2 separate regions of the Hordeum vulgare genome follow, and region 2 is linked to region 1. The links are chromatin contacts, called in public Hi-C maps. All regions are on one chromosome and are shown on one strand. The core of a region is the stretch at or near the end of the contact, and the rest is flanking DNA. Distances in the headings are between cores, read along the strand shown.

Region 1 (2,887 bases), core at 157-2,656:
CACGATGACTACACCATCAACCACGACTACATTGACTACATCTACTACAAGATCGGCTACATCGACATCGACATTAATGCCTACGTCTACAACAATGCGGGTCAACAACATCCGCATCGTCTCTAGCGTCCACGCCATCACTCTCACCGTGACCACGGGAGGGAACTGAAGAGAGACATGGAAGACACAAAAAGGGGACGCAATCATCACCATAGGTGCCACCCATCAAAGATGCATTTGATGATGGTGCAACGGAGAAGACGACATAAGCGCAAGACTTCAAATTCAGTGACAATCGTCCGCTTCACTTTCGCTACGACTGAGGGAGAATGTTAGAACTATAAATGTGATTGGGATATAGATAATGAGAGATAGATATATGATTGGTTTAAACCAATAATGATTTGCCTTGTACTCCAAACCTCTCCGGTGTACTCCTATATATACTCTATATGAGGGTCAAATAAATAACAGCAAGAAATACATAATAAGGAATTATAGCTTCAACATGTATCAGAGTGCGTAATGCATGATACTCCCTCCGATCCTAAATATAAGTCTGTAAAGAAATTTCACGACAGGCTACATACAAAGCAAAATAAATGAATCTAGACTATAAAATATGCTATATACATCCGTATATAGTTCGTGGTAAAATCTCTAAAAAGACTTATATTTAGAAACGGAGGGAGTATCCTCTATTCTTAAATAGCTACAGCCCACTGGCTAATTTTCCTCTTCATGCAACGATGTCACATCATCAAGTTATGCATGAAGTCATAAGTTATTTTTTTATCTCTTCATACAAAACATACCACCTTATGCATTTTTTTCAGGAAATTAAGTCATGTAAAAAAGATTTATATTTGTTTTTGCTTTTATTATAATCTTCTACTCCCTCCGTTCCTTAATATAAGACCTTTTAAAGATTTCACTATAGACTAGATACGGAGCAAAATGAGTGAATTTACATCCTAAAATATGACTACATACATCCGTATGTAGTTCATAGTGAAATCTCTAAAAGGTCTTATATTTAGGAATGGAGGGAGTACCACTTATTCATACATTTTTAACAAGGATCCTGCCGCAATGCGTGGGGCATCGTGTAGTTACTTTAGTTACTGAATTCACATTGCATAATGTCACACACTAGTACCATATTACCACTTAATGTATTTACTGTAGAATCTCGATAATAAAAACTGTAATTATTTTGTAGAATTTTCTCTCTTATCCATTATTGCAACACCACATCATTTGTAGAAATAAGATCTGTCTGCTGGAACACATCCAGACCCAGGTTTGCTTTATAGATAACGACGACAGCCAGCTAACAAAGCTGCCCCCATCAGCTGACAACGGGCATCGCCGAGCGTGGCAAAACGATATTGGTGGCGGTCTTCGGAACCGGGACGGCAGCTTCTGTGGCCTCTTCGAAGCACACAGGGGGCATCAAACAGCATGCGTATATGGCAATAATACTATGTGATGGCATGGAGAACTTTCACATCAAGTGATGGCATGTCAAATCAGACAAATGTCCCATTCTCCGTGGGCCTTAACTAACGACCAGCTCAGAGCGTAATGATACGATAGGGTGAGACGAGATACTCTGGTCTTACCAAATGATCTGGGCGTCCCCACTTACCAGCTACAGCTAAACACATCATAAAAATATAACGAAAGAAAAAAAGGAAAGAACGAACTCTACCAATTTCCCTACAAGAAAGGACACCTACCAATTAACCATGCTGAAATTTTCCGTTTCTACGAGTCTATGTCTTCTACGCGAGCTATCACATCGAGCTCGCAGAATCCGCCCAGGGAAAAATGCCTTGGCCAGGCCCAAGCACGCGCACCGGGTCGTAGCGGGCCTTGCGGGCCTGGAAGCGGTCCCAGCTGGGCCCGAAATGGTTGCGCCAATGCGCCTGCGTGGGCTGCCGGGCAAGGTACTGCTTGGCGCCGATGCCGCCGCCGCCGCCGCCGACCCGGCACGCCTCGTCGGCCACCAGGCGGTGCTGCTCCAGCATCTCCTCGACGCAGCCGCGGCCGCACCGCGACGGGTCGGCCGACCGGAGCACGCTGAAGATGTACATCACGCCGTCCGGCGCCGACGGGATGACCGCCGACGTGTTCCTGTCCCACCTGACCAAAAAAAAAAAAAAACAAGGTTAATGACACCCACAAGCAGCACTTCACACAATGATCGGCTCAGTGCATTCGGTCGTTCATCCGTGTTTGATTTGGTTAAATGGATGGAAATGGAACGTGAAAAAACTTCCCAGAGTGGCAAGTAAAGTGCACTGGCATAGTGCAGCCCCGTGCTGATACTGGGGCATTGCAGATTTGCTGTCGAGGAGAGGCGAGACATCTCTTCATCACCCGGATCATGTCAGGTTCAGAGGATTTTGGGTTCGGAGAACCTACTCGTAATTGATTGCCTGCCAAACTGACAGGGCGCGGTTGCGCTCGTGGATCTGCAAATCTGGGGTTCTGGGCCTCGCGAGCAGAGTTGTGGCGTTTCAAGTGACCACATGACACATGCGAACAAAAGTTAAATCACTCACTCGTGCCTGTGTGACTGTACAGAACTGTACGCCAAAGTAACTGTACTACAGGGCCATCGCTGTACGCCTGTACAGTAGTATATGAGACAGGCAGGAGCGTCAAGGCGGGGAGAAGAAAGGGTTGGACCGGGACCGGGACCGGGAAGGGGAAGGGGGACAGGCAACAGACCGTAGCCGCCATAGGTGTGCACTGTTGCTGGAAGCAACTTGCGAGATGCTAGAGCACTTGAAGACAGTATCATTTCACAGTGCGGCTAGCTAGGTAGTCTGCTACAGCCGCAAGGGATAGGAGTGCCATGCATGCAAACCTATCAAAA
Region 2 (3,004 bases), core at 168-2,667, 480 kb before region 1:
TTAAGCATATATATAGATCAAGGACTTGCCTGTGCATCCACCTTGGAGGTAAGGATTTCCTTGGAAACCGGAAGAGCATTTGCACCTGTATCCCACATGCTTGCTTGTTCTGTCGTCGGTGACCTCTAGGCAGCGGCTATGAGCGCTCAAGCACCTGTACTCCTTGCTCAGCATCGCCTCCCTGCACGTCGGGTCATCCACAGCCCACTTCACCATGCCAGATTCTCCGGAGAATGAGTAGAGCGTGGTGTCTCGATCCCTCAAGAAATCACCCGAGTCGGACCGCTTCTGAATCCTCAACACGCCCTCGTCGATGGATATGTCGGTGACGAGCGAGTGCTGGGTCATTTGGAGGATGGCAGGAGAAGACCCTGGGTTACATGTCAGGTAAAGATGGATCCTCGCAAAGCAGCCCAGCTCTGTGCCGAAGGGGAATGGAACGCTCACGCTCCCGCACATCCTCGGACAGTTCGTCTTTGGCTGGATGAGTGGATGGAGCCATAAACTGTTGGACGGAAAATGAAGAAAATGGTCAATCCAAACTTGTTCATGACATAGCTATCGGTTTGGCATTCAGGTGCCATGACAGAGATGGAGGGGGGACTACCTTGGTCTGGCACGCACCCATCGACGGCGTAGGGGTTGCCGGAGAAGCCTCTGGAGCAGTGGCAGAGGTAGCCTCCGATCGGCGAGTCCCGGCACTCGCTGTGGTTACTGACACAGGCATATGTCACTCTGTCGTCCATGGCGCGCCGGCAGTCAGGCTGGCCGGGGATGGCCCAATCCAGCAGAGCCGGAGGAACCATGTCGGGGTGAATGTCACGCTCCAGATCGCTGGGCCGGAACGTGTACCTGTCCCGGCCGGTGACGAAGAAGGTGAGTTTGTCCCGGCTGACACCGTCGCCGCCGGTGCGCGATAGGTTGGACGCGAACGCACGGAGGTTTACGCGTAGGTCGATGCGGCAGCAGCCCACGCCGACGCAGAGCCCGTTGGGCAGCCTCCGCATGACCTCCTCCCCGGCACAGACCACGGAGCAGTTCCCCACCGCAGCCCCACGGTCGAGCAGCGTGGCCGTGACGCCGCAGCCGAGGACGAACAGCGGCATGTTGGACACGCCGGAGATGGCGAACGGCCTGCCGGGGCCGTCCCATGGGGCAGAGAACGTCCCGGCGCCGGGTCTCATGCGCACCGTACGTGCGCAGGATGTTGACGGCGAGCGAGGAAACGAAGCCGCTCGCGAAGATCGTGTAGTCCACCGTCACGTTGGGGCTGCCGAGCAAGAGGCGCTTCCTGTACGTGTTGGCGTCGCAGGTGAGGTTGAATCCGGGCAGGGAGCACCCGGGGCCTATGCCGAACGGGTAGGACAAGTCGATCAGGCCGCAGTTCGTCGGTCAACGGCGGACGGCCGTGGCTAGTAGCGTCACCAACAGCGGCAGGAGAGCGATAGCCGCCATGGTCAGGACCATTGCGTGTTCAAAGTGGATGGTCTAGGCCAGTTGGGTTGCAACACGCCTTCACTTGTGATTTGTCATGCTAGGACTTCTTCATTCGACGGCTAGTCATATGATGGATGAGTCAGTCATGTCATTTTCGGCAGATGTCCTTCTGCCATTACCCAGTGAGGTTTAAGTTAGCCGACAAATTGGAACATCCTTCGCACAAAATAGATCCCACATCATTTTTTTTCAGTTTTTCCAATATGATAGGTACCCTTGCTACGTCCCACGCCATTATTTTTGGGCAGCCAAGCCACATTGCTCATGTGATAAACTAAACAATGCATTAGACAAATTACACCAGCGTTCGTCTCAGTACAGAAATAGAGTAATTGAAATGATACTATTCATAGCCCATGTATGACAACCTTGCAATGCCATCTGATTCTTCACTTTTTTTTCCAAATGATGGAATTTCACCACGGGGCAGCAGCTTGCCTCTCGGCAAAGGTGAAAAACGTCAACAAATCCTTGTATTCTTGATTGAATTCCTCCCTGAAAAATACAGCAAATTTCAATGTTTTGTTAGGGTATGCAAAAATTATTTGTAAAGAATGGAATGATTAGACAGCCTTCCAAATGATGCAACATAATGGTAGGATATCACCGGGAAGCACTTGATGATCAACAACTGAATAGGTGTATAGAATTAATTTTCCATGACGTACTATTGGTGAGAAGATGACAAGATGAACAACTATAACAGGATCACTCACCATTACTGGACACCACTCCATCGAGCCCAATCGATAAACTGCATTCCACCATAGATGTTATTGGCAAAGCGAACACCAACGGTAAATGCCATTGCAACAGGAGGGGCACCCTTTGCAACTGGTGATGCCTCAACTACTCGCTCCAGACCGTTGATGATCTGATAGCGTGTATTAGATGATACAGCAAGGAATACGCCTACATGTCAATATTGCTTGTCAGTTGAGGAATGGAACATAGAAACGTTATTTGCGTCTAGTACTAGTTTGGAGCATAAATCAAAAAGCCCACTGCAGAAAAGGCACATAGATAGTACTATCGAGTAACGGAATCAATTTAGATTTAAACTGCAGGAGAATGTCTAAATTAACATTAGTTACAGAAATGTTCAAGAACTTTTTGTAAACCTATGCGAAACTCAAGACATTTAAATATTAAAGTATGCTCGTGTGTCTGTCTGTCCCAGCTCTTAGATATCTCTTTAGTGGAAATCAAACCCGTATTTGCAATTAGCCAATTACTGAACATGTGGTCCAAGTAAAATAATAAGTACTCCCTCTGTCCCGAAATACTTGTCGCGGAAATGGATGTATCTAGATGTATTTCAGTTCTAAATACATCCATTTCTACGACAAGTAATTCCAGGCGGAGTAGTAAAATGAAAATACACAATATACATACCCCAAAGAGCAGCACTTTTAATAAGTGGTGGAACAGGAATATCTTCATCTGTTTTTTTGACACTCCTGAAAAACATATTTTGAGAATAATATTCATTAGCAATACTGAGGTG

What was found. Hi-C and Micro-C count contacts between places; a contact is called where the count stands out from the background.
Region 2: a Hi-C map of leaf shows a contact between it and region 1, with 3 times the contacts expected there. The contact joins two enhancer-like sites. A contact is called at or near these places in 2 of 6 Hi-C or Micro-C datasets (leaf and seedling) and 1 of 1 datasets of contacts at active chromatin or transcription factors (embryo).

What each region holds. Positions count from the first base shown.
Region 1 is chr2H:563,127,945-563,130,831 of MorexV3_pseudomolecules_assembly, reverse strand. It overlaps LOC123427277 (cytokinin dehydrogenase 8-like), which reads right to left. Exons shown (of 5, transcript XM_045111284.1): 5 at 1,472-2,148. The coding sequence ends at 1,800. Among protein-coding and RNA genes, the nearest start is that of LOC123427277, 4.5 kb to the right of the region's middle. Within about 2 kb of position 1,406, at least 3 of the 3 cell types and tissues checked have open chromatin away from gene starts, as enhancers often do. A contact at or near this core is called in leaf, where this site is marked.
Region 2 is chr2H:563,604,739-563,607,742 of MorexV3_pseudomolecules_assembly, reverse strand. It overlaps the pseudogene LOC123427281. Among protein-coding and RNA genes, the nearest start is that of LOC123430547, 19 kb to the right of the region's middle. Within about 2 kb of position 1,417, at least 1 of the 3 cell types and tissues checked has open chromatin away from gene starts, as enhancers often do. A contact at or near this core is called in leaf, where this site is marked.